2 separate regions of the Macaca mulatta genome follow, and region 1 is linked to region 2. The links are chromatin contacts, called in public Hi-C maps. All regions are on one chromosome and are shown on one strand. The core of a region is the stretch at or near the end of the contact, and the rest is flanking DNA. Distances in the headings are between cores, read along the strand shown. Region 1 holds the start of SNX3 (sorting nexin 3). Region 2 holds the start of NR2E1 (nuclear receptor subfamily 2 group E member 1).

Evidence for each region. A called contact is a pair of places that touch in the nucleus more often than the background predicts.
Region 1: a Hi-C map of fetal cortex germinal zone shows a contact between it and region 2, with 2.1 times the contacts expected there. The contact joins the promoter of SNX3 here to the promoter of NR2E1 in region 2. A contact is called at or near these places in 3 of 14 Hi-C or Micro-C datasets (blood, fetal cortex germinal zone and fetal cortical plate).

Annotation. Positions count from the first base shown.
Region 1 is chr4:13,373,548-13,378,904 of T2T-MMU8v2.0, forward strand. SNX3 (sorting nexin 3) reads right to left here and starts at 1,995. Exons shown (of 4, transcript NM_001257953.1): 1 at 1,527-1,995. The coding sequence starts at 1,688.
Region 2 is chr4:13,277,073-13,282,198 of T2T-MMU8v2.0, forward strand. It overlaps NR2E1 (nuclear receptor subfamily 2 group E member 1), which reads left to right and starts at 2,199. Exons shown (of 9, transcript NM_001265967.2): 1 at 2,199-2,287. The coding sequence starts at 2,263.

The DNA.
Region 1 (5,357 bases), core at 745-3,244, 96 kb after region 2:
CAATTTTTATTTATTTATTTAGAGACAGGGTTTCGCTCTTGTTGCCCAGGCTGGAATGCAATGGCCCGATCTAGACTCACTGCAACCTCTGCCTCCCTGGATCAAGCGATTCTCCAGCCTCAGCCTCCCGAGTAGCTAGGATTACAGGCACGCGCCACCACACCCGGCTAATTTTTTATTTCTAGTACAGATAGGGTTTCTCCATGCTGATCAGGCTCCCAACCTCGGTGTTCCGCCCACCTGGTCCTCCCAAAGTGCTGGGATTACAGGCGTGAGTCACCGCGCCCGGCCTATGATTCACATTTTACACATCCATAAGAAGACAACAGTGGCTTGAAACAGTAAACTATTCGTTTCATATTTTAAAGTTTAACTTTTTAAAATCAATACTAACTACATAAGAATCATTTTTTAAAAATACTTAAGTTTCACAACTTAAGTGAATATACTACTGAGCTGTCCACTTAAAAATGGTTAGGATGGCAAAGTTCACGTTTTGTGTTTTTCACGACACAAAGTGCGTAAGTTAATGAGAAATTATTTCACTTAAATGTTAATAGTAGCTTGTCATATAAATTTTGATTAAAGGCAAAATCCTCATACTTAATTTTTAATAAAGTAATTTGCTGTCATCTTTAAGTTAATGTAATTAATTTTTAAAGATGCTTCCATACATGGGCAAATTCTTTAATACTTAACTATAGAGTGAAAGTGAAGCACTATTTTCAATATCTTTCAAATCATCTGAATTATTTATTGCCAACAAACACTAGTTGTGAAATTAGGTATATTTTATTTCTGTTGATTTCTTCATTCAGTTAAATGCAAATCTCGAATTAAGACAGCAAGATCTCTAAATAAATAGGCTTTTCTTAAAGCAACTGTAGTTTTGGATTATGAGGTAAGTGACACCACACTTCAGCCTTTAGCAGGGCGGTGGCCCAAAGTGCTTAAGTCAACCATGTCCAATCACCCTTCTGGTCTGGCTCAGCCCTATCAAAAATTGTCAGGCTTCTGTGAACTTTCATTAAGTCCCGTTTAGAAGACTACACAACCTAGGTTACTTTAGTAGCTCGGGAAGGGCCTGGAGCAGCGGGCTTGGCTTGCTACCTCTGGGAAGTCTCCAGGAAGAGAAAACTGGGAAAAGGCTTTAACTTTGCGCAAGCCCCTTCTCTCAGTCAACATCTCCTTCCCTTCCCAGTGAAGGGATGTGTTCTCGAAAGATCTACCCCTTTCCAACTCAAATGTCATTCCCAGATCAGCTGCTGGAGGGGCAAGCGGCGCTCAACCCACGCCCTCCTCTTCGAGCACCTTCTCCAAGTGCTAGGGCGCCGGGCTCGCTCTGCAGCCCCCCACACCAGCCCTACAGGAAGAGGGGCCCTGGCTCACGACCCCGGCCAGCCTCTGCAAGGGGGCTCCCGGCCTGGGCGGCTGTGGCTGCCCGCGGAGGTTCACTCCTGGGCCGAGTGGGGGGTGACCAGAGCCAGCGGGAGGGGTTTCTTGGGAGAGGGGAAAGACGGCCTCACCTTGACCCTGATTTCGTAAGTGGTGAAGCGGCCCCGGCCGACCCCCACCGTCTGCGGGTTGCTCACATCGATCTCGAGGAAGTTGCTGGGGGGTCCGTAGGCATCATTCAGGTTCTGCGGCTTGGTGATCAGCCGCCGGGTGTCAGCCACGGTCTCCGCCATTTCGCTCTAGCCGCCGCCGCCACGGGCTCCCTCCGCCCCCTCCGCGTTCAGCCTCCGCCGCCGCTGCTGCCCGCCGTGGGGACACGGGGCTCGCGCGCAGCGGTCGCGAAGCGAACGAGCACGTAAAGCGGCCGTTCACCCCGCACGCGAAGCTCCTCCCCGCGCCCCTCAAGCTTCCGCGTCCGAGCCCAGGGGAGAAACAGCTGACTCGCTGGAACGCCGCGCTCGGGTCCCGGGAGGCCGGTCGAGGCTGGGGAGGGGCACTGCGGGTTGGGGTGTGAGGAGAAGCGGTGTCATGGGACTCGCGGTTGCAAACAGGTTCCGGCCGGACTACAGCGCCCACAATGCACCGCGAGCGCCGCCGCCGCGGGGCTGCGGCCGATGAAGCGAGGACCCAGACGCCGGGGGGCGGTGCTTCCTGTCTCTCTGCGCCAGCCTCGGCCTGCGGCGGGGCAGAGCGCCGGAAACGGCCTTCGCGGCGTTAGGAATTGCGGGCGAAAGTTAAACGGGGGGATTTTAGAGATTCGCCAGCAAATCGAAACAAAACTGCCCCTACTAACTGTACCAACAGTGAACCCTTGAAAATGCCTTTCTGGAGAGGGTTAAACAAATGCCTGAAATGATTTTGCCATAAACCTGAGCGTTCCACCAGACACCCATCTGGATTGATAACTTGAAACCAGTAAAGTGTGGGAGTGAAATAAAAACAAAAGCCCTAGCTAAATTCTAGCATTATGGTCAAACCATATTTGGAGACAGGTCGGCCCGCTAAAACAAAGTAACAGTAGACCGGCTGCAAGCTGCCTTGGGTGTCCACTTTCATTTCTCACGAAGTCCTGGTAAGTTTTTTTTTTTTTTTTTTTTTGAAAATATTAAACGTACCTCTACAGGACTGGAAATGCAACTCACATAAGCCTTTTTCAGAAACGGGGAGGAAGGCCGGGCACGGTGGCTTATGCCTGTAATCCCAGCACTTTGGGAGGCCGAGGCGGGCGGATCACGAGGTCAGGAATTCGAGACTAGCCTTGCCCACATGGTGAAACCCCATCTCTACTTAAAAATGCAAAATTAGCTGGGCGTGGTGGTGTGCGCCTGTAATCCCAGCTATTTAGGAGGCTGAGGCAGGAGAATCGCTTGAACCCAGGAGGCGGAAGTTGCAGTGAGCCGAGCTCGCGCCGTTGCACTCCAGCCTGGGCAATAGAGTGAGACTTCGTCTCAAAAAAAAAAAAAAAAAAAAAAAAGAAACGGGGAGAAAACCCAGTTAATTAGGAATTAGGTCCTAGTTCATCTCTCATGGTCTAATGGGAAATGCAGATTTTAAATGTTGAGATACGATACATTTTTCTCTCTGTCCGGAGAGTTATCCCTCTTAATGGTATGGTCTCACAACTATTTCTGCATTTTTTAATACGTCAAGTTTAATCCTATAATTACTTTAACCTGATCTTCCCCTCTCCCCCCTTTTTTTAGATTTTAAGTTATTAGTAATTATTTGTGGAGACGGGATCTCACTATGATTTCCAGGCTGGTCTCCAACTCCTAGCATCAAAGTGATCCTCCCGCCGCAGCCTACCATAAGTACTGAGATGGCAGGCATAAGCCACCGTGCTCGGCCTGATCTGTCCCTTGATCCCTTGAACTGAAATTTTCTTTCCTTTTCTTTTCTTTCTTTTTTTTTTTTTTTGAGACGGAGTCTCGCTGTGTCGTTCAGGCTGGAGTGCAGTGGCGCATCTTGTCTCACTGCAATCTCCACCTTCCGGATTCAAGCGATTCTCCTGCCTCAGCCTCCCGAGTAGCTGGGATTACAGGCGTGCGCCACGACACCCAGCTAACTTTTGTGTATTTTTAGTAGAAACGGGGTTTCGCCTTGTTGGCCGGGCTGGTCTCGAACTCCTAACATCAGCCGATCCGCCTGCCTCAGCCTCCCAAAGTGCTGGTAGTACAGGCGTGAGCCACCGTGCCCGGCCAACAGCAACCATTCTTAATAACACTAAGAAACACTGGAATAAAAAGAAATTACTTGGCCGGGTGCGGTGGTTTACTCTTGTAATCCCAGCACTCTCGGAGGCCGAGGCGGGCGGATCACCTCAGGTCGGGAGTTCGAGACCAGCCTGACCAACATGGAGAAACCCTGTCTCTACTAAAAATACAAAATTAGCCAGGCGTGGTAGCACATGCCTGTAATCCCAGCTACTCGGGAAGCTGAGGCAGGAGAATTGCTTGAATCTGGGCGGTGGAGATTGTGGTGAGCCGAGATCGTGCCATTGCACTACAGCCTGGACAACAAGAGCAAAACTCCGTCTCAAAAAAAAAAAAAAAAAAAAAAAGAAAAGAAAAAGAAATTACTTAAATACAATGTATATTATTTTCCAGAAAACAACATTCATTTATTCATTCAACAAATATTTGTTGAAGGCCTATTAGATGTTTTCATTCTAGGTGCTAGAGATTAAAGGGTAGATAAGTCAGGTTTATAACCTAGTATATAGTCTATCTTAGGGAGACAAATCAGTAAATAATACACCTGCCAATATGATTGGTGCTATGAGACAAAACTGAATAATGTGACAGATAGCGACAGACAAGCTCATTAGATATTAATGCTGGGCATGTCTCCTAATACAACAGACCAAATGGGAATTTGACTGGTATGATTAGAAATGTGAGCTCAAGCCGGGCGCGGTGGCTCAAGCCTGTAATCCCAGCACTTTGGGAGGCCGAGACGGGCGGATCACAAGGTCAGGAGATTGAGGCCATCCTGGCTAACACGGTGAAACCCCGTCTCTACTAAAAAATACAAAAAACTAGCCGGGCGAGGTGGCGGGCGCCTGTGGTCCCAGCTACTCCGGAGGCTGAGGCAGGAGAATGGCGTAAACCTGGGAGGCGGAGCTTGCAGTGAGCTGAGATCCGGCCACTGCACTCCAGCCCGGGCGACAGAGCAAGACTTCGTCTCCAAAAAAAAAAAAAAAAGAAATGGCAAAACTCGGCTGGGCGCGGTGACTCACGCCTGTAATCCCAGCACTTTGGGAGGCCGAGATGGGCGGATCACCTGAGGTCAGAAGTTCGAGACCAGCCTGGCCAACATGGTGAAACCCTGTCTCTACTAAAAATACAAAAAAATAGCCGGGCATGGAGCTGGGCGCCTGTAATCCCAGCTACTCCAGAGGCTGAGGCAGAAGAATGGCTTGAACCTGGGAGGTGGAGGTTGCAGTGAGCCGAGATGGCGCCACTGCACACTCCAGCCTGGGTGACAAGAGTGAGACTCCGTCTCAAAAAAAAAAAAAAAAAAAGAAATGGCAAAACTAGCTCCAGAATTTATATACTTACCAATATTTTATGCTGCCTCTTAGGCAGGAATTCAAATGGACAATAAGCTTAAAAAAGAAATGAAATTACTATCAGCTGACTGTTTAGTGAGCTCAGAATAAACACGAATGGATAATCTTAATGGCCAGAGCCTTCAAACTGTGATAATTAATACTCTACTCAAAGGACGCACCTCTCAGGGCACCCACAGCGATACCAGTATACAGACAACTTATTTTTCTAGAATTAGGCCACTTTAGGAAAACATAAAATTGATGATAGTTTTCTAACATTTTAGCTCATTGTTAGAATATATTCATGTCTTCTCCTCATACCTCCACTTCAACTGCCACTATACTCAAA
Region 2 (5,126 bases), core at 949-3,448:
GGGCTAGCTCCACAAGCAGCTGTACAAGTTGGCTGTAAAAAACGCTGATTTTTCATCCTGTCACCTAATAAAACCCTACGCGCCTATGGCCTCGTCCCACAATTCCCCAATCTCGTCCCAATTCGGAAAACGGAGGAGGAGGGAATAACTTGAGAGATAAAGGTCCCCCATCTTGCTCTTTCCAGCGGACCCCAGCCTTCGTGGCGGCGCTCCACTCGGGAGGACACAGGCTCTGGTGTGTGTGGTGTGAGCGACCCCGAGCTCGAGGCCAAGCCAAGGCTGGGCAGAAAGTTGCAATCACGTGCTATCGCAGCCCACGGGAGCGCACAGCCCTCTCCCCCTGGGACGCCCGGGCGGAGGACCTGCTGCGCCCTCCCAGGGCTCGGGGGACTCCAGCATTCACTTGCACGCACAGGCAAACTCTGATTGAAAGCCGGGGATGACACTGAGTCTGGAGAAAGAGGGACCGGGGGTGGGCTGGCGGAATTGCAGAGCGGGGGCCACAGCTCCCCTCCCAGCTAACGTCGAGCGGAGGGCGGGAGGTGTAACCTCTGACCTCTGGCCGGGCCCACGCCCTGAGCAGAGACTGGGAAGCTCTTGTTCGACAAGTTCAAGCTGCCGAGAGAGCTTAAATAGAATTAATCTCTTAGAGATCGGGGATCATCGCTCCCTCGGCATGCGCTCTCCCAGCACTGCGCACAGAGCAAGGCGCGAGAGAGCTCAGGAACCGCGGGAAAGCAAACGGAATGGGGCCAGGGTAAGGGATGAGACCCGCTCTTCATGATCCCTCCGCCCGGAGAGCCGGAACCCGCGATGCCCGCAGAGGACAAGCCGCGGGAGGGAACGCTCTGCCCTCCTGCCGCCCCGGTGCAGATAATGGAGCCGACAAGAGATTCGTTCAGCGTCGGATGGGCCAGCTCCGCTTGGGGAAGCTGGCGGTACCCTCCCCTCAGCTGGAGACCAAACCCACCTCGCGAAGGCCGAAGGAACGCGCAACCTCCGGAAGACCCCATCCTCAGCCCTGACTTTCCGTAGATATGTGCAAAATGAGTAAATTACTCACCTCGGGCCAGATCCAAGTTTTACCCAACAGAAGGGGCACGGGACCAAGAATGAACCAACTCACATGGCCGTGACCGGCGCGCACAATCACACGCCAGCACAGAGCCACCCAATTTCTTCCGCGAATCTATCTGGCACTCTGGAGAGAGGGGGAAAAGCGTTTTGAGAAAGCCCCGTCACCCCTCCCCTTCCTTCTTGCCGTGAAATATACGAATTCATTTTTATTACGAGCCGCACCGTCCTCACCATCACGCACGCACAGAGCCACACTCCCGTATTCACACTTTCTAACTCGTAAGCTCCGAGAGCGCCTGCATTTTCTTTGGGAGCCGCTTGGAGGTTCATTAATATCATTAGCATTTAACCCCCTCCCTCTTCCCATCCCCTCCCCGCACATGGCTGACGTCAGACCCCGCCAGGAGTTGGGGGAAAAGCTAAGTGGGCCAGGGACGCCCTATTCCCCTCCCCGCGGCTGCCTGTCAGAGCGCTTCTGGAGATATTACAGGGGACCCAGCCCGCAGCGACAGGCACAAAGTCACGGGGTAATGAACTTCGGGGACCCTTCGCCGCTGCGTGCGCGGCTCTCCCCGGAAACCCGGACCTGGCCGCCTCTTCCCTCGGAAGATTTCCCAGCAATCTAGTTACCCCACTCTGCGCTCGGGTTCCGGCAGCGCGGAGCCCGTCTGCCTCTGAGACTGCGGTTGTGTTTTCCTTCTTTCCTTGGGAGACCAGCGGTCGGCAGAGATTGCCCACACTCTGCATACCTATGTAGAGGGAGAGATTGAAGACTGAGTGACAGGAATGGGGAAAAAGAGGGATTTCGCTCCGTAGGAAGGCCATTTTCCTGTCTCCATCTCTGTCCTTCAACATCCCTCTCTTGCTGTTCTCCCTTCTTCCTCAGTCTTCCTGTCCATCTTTTCATCTGTCGGTCCATGTGTGTGTCCATATCAAGCAGCATTCCCAGCAGCTGCGGTTTTGCAAGAGCCGGGAAGAAACTTAAGGATGCTTAAATTTCTACTGTGGAACGAATTCTGAGCGCCCAGGGAGCAGCGCAGCGCGCGACTGACACCCACCTGTCCTGCCCAGGAGCCTTGCAGGCTGGAGGGCGGCTGGAGAGCGGCGGCGCCGAGCGGCGAGGCGGGCGCTGCCGGCCGGGACTCGGGCAGCGCCCACCAACCGCTCCGCCCCGGGACAGCCAGCATGAGCAAGCCGGCCGGATCAACAAGTGGGTACCTCTCCGGCCGCCGTGGGGCCTAGACGCGCAGCCTGGGGCGGGCGAGCAGGGAGGCTGGGGAGGTCCTGCCTGGAGCGCTGCGACTCCGAGCCCCGGGACTCCAACGGGCGTGTGCGTTCGGCCCAGCCCTGTAGACCGTGAGTTGGAGCATTTCGTGGTGAGGGGAGAGCTGTTTCGTTGCCTCTGGATTGCTTGATCCCCCCTGTCTGGTGCGGTGAGAAGGTTACGACCCGCGCAGCCCACCAGTCGGATGAGTTGCCTACATTTAGCCGCCAGGTGCTGGGTGGGGGGAGCCATGGGGGCGGGAACTGGGCCGCAGTTTCAGGCAATAGCACAATAACACACTCGCTCAAAACTCCGAGCTCCAGCGCGCAAAAGCAACTCTGTGCAAAGCGGATTTTGAATGGAATGCTTTGCACCCCGTTTCTAGCTATTTCAAATAATCCTGCAAACTGGGAAGCAGAAACAATTTAAAAGTCACATTTTCCTTAATCCTAAATCCGCGTAGGTCATAACTGGGGAATTTAAAGTATGGCGAACCACTCTAGCAAAGAGAGGACCAAATCCCTAATCCCAAGGACTTTTCGAGCCGGAGCCCAGCAGAGGCAGGAGTGCTCGGCCTGCTCACTCCGTGCGCTTCTCTCCTTCCTCGAACTTCCTTAGTTGCCGGCTCTCCGAACCCCAGGCCGCAGCTGACCTCTCACCACCCCGAGACTCAGGAGCGCCGGGCTAAGTGTGTGTGCGAGGGCATTTGCTTGCACCGTGCCTGCGGAACCCAAGAATGTGCAGGCCCGAGCCAGCGCTGAGCAGGCGCAACCACGGTGCTCAGATCTCCCGGGGGCATTTCAGTTCCCGCCATCCCGTGGCCCACGGCTGAGGGCTCCAGGGTCTGAGGCTGGGGACGACCGTTGCCGCCGCAGTCCCCATATCCCGAAGTTGCCCTGCTGCCGGTGTTGTTTTCGCGGATAGCATTTTTGGCGCTCTATGCGTTCCTTCCCGCCCCCTCCCCCTTTCACTCGCCCTCATTGTCCTGAGTCTTTGAAAGTTGGGAGAATCGGAGATACTTCTGAGGACTGGTAATGAAGTCTCACTTAAGTGGGATGCAATTCCCGCCCTCCTACCCCCTTCCAAGAAGGAGGTTGTGTTTTCACTTTGTCCGTTGGTTTTGCTTTGGGTGCTGATCTTTTAAAAATTAGAGTAAAATGAACGTGAACAAAAAGAGAAGGAGAAATGTTTCGAGCTGGGGCAGAGGGAGCAGAGAAGGAGCCCTAACCGCGGCCTGAATGCAGAGCGGACCCTGGCGCAGGACTGAGTTTCCCGTTAGGCTCGGGCCTACTCTGACCCTCGCTGTTGGAATTTCCAGGAGGCAAAGCGACCTCGATTTTTGTTGCCCGCATTCCCGGGCGTGAGTGTCCTTCCCAGGAGGTACAGGAGGCCGTTTCTGTTGCATTCTGAGCCTCCATTGCAAAAACTGAAGCCCGCGGGTCTCGGCAGGCCTCCTAGCTCGCTCGCCCCGGGACAGGCCCTCGCCTACACCCCTGGAAGTAAGGAGCACCGGGCTCTTTCGTCCATTTCAGGGTGCGGAGCCGCTGGGGCCCTTGAAAGGTGAGGCCTCAGAGGCGAGGGAGGGGTGAGCGGGGAGCTCTGCCCGCCTGCGGCTGCGCCCCTGCTGTGGACTAGGAGGCAGGCCAACCCTCCAGACTTTGGGGGAAAAACCACAGTGGGCTCATTGCGGAAACTTTGGCCGTTCCAACTTCCCAAGAGCCTGAGGGAGGCCTTGGAAGCCTCCAGCCCCGGCTCAGGTCGGGACGCGGCTGCTGAGCTTTCTCAGGCCCGCAGGACAGAGGCCCCCGCCCGTGGCGCCGCTGCATCTAGGCCCTTTCCAAACCGGTGGCGGCAGCCAACCCGAGACCTGCGTCCCTCGGGCCCGGGGCGGCGAGGAGGTCGGCGCGCAGCGGGCCGGGTCAGGACTGGGTCGAGCAGCCAGAGCTGCAGCCCCCGCCTTGCCCAGCTTCTCGCGGCTGGAGAGCAGAGCGATGTCACCCGGAGCCCCGCCTGGGTGGTAACGAGACCCTGGCCAGTCACCCCTGCAGCCCAGACTAACTTCTTTCAACAGCCTCTGATGGTAATTACAGTAATCGAAGCTGCCATATATCTTTAGGCAATTATGACACACAAAAAGCCCCGAGGGGACCCCCTGGCGAGGGAAGTTAAGAACGGTTTTCCAGCTTCAGGAAACTCCGGCTCGCCTCACGTCGGAGCTCACTCGGCTTGCTAAATGAGAGGAGCTTTGCAACGGGGTCAACCAGCTTGTCTCGTGACCCCAAGTCACCTTAACGTGGCTGGGTGGCGGAGTCTGAGGCACAGACCCGCTATGCCCCGGAATTTTCGCGTCCCTCCCTCCTGGGCCCCGCCCCAGCCCGGTTGCCTGTCTCTAATCTACCCCAGGAGCCGCGGCTCGGAGGTCTGCGCAGAGGCAGGACTTGCACTGGTGGTGGCCTAGGGGGCAACAGTCCGGAAGCTCGGGCGGGGGAGTCCGAGGAGGGGCCCCCACCCTGCACTGGTCTTCCCTCCACCCTTGTCGGGTTCTCCAGCGATGCTGTCCTGGGCTTCCTGTCCGGATGGGAAGTGGGGAAAAAGAGACCCCATCACTGCTCCTCCCACTCACTCATCTTGGCATCTTCAACGGTGCCACGGGGAAGAGGACAGCTGGGGTGACAGTACTGCTGGGCCCCAAACGTGGACCCTGGAGCGGTCAGAGGGCGCGTGTTATGCAGAGGATGGTTGTAAAATATGGAAACCAAGTTTACTGCTTGCAGAGTGAGTGCCC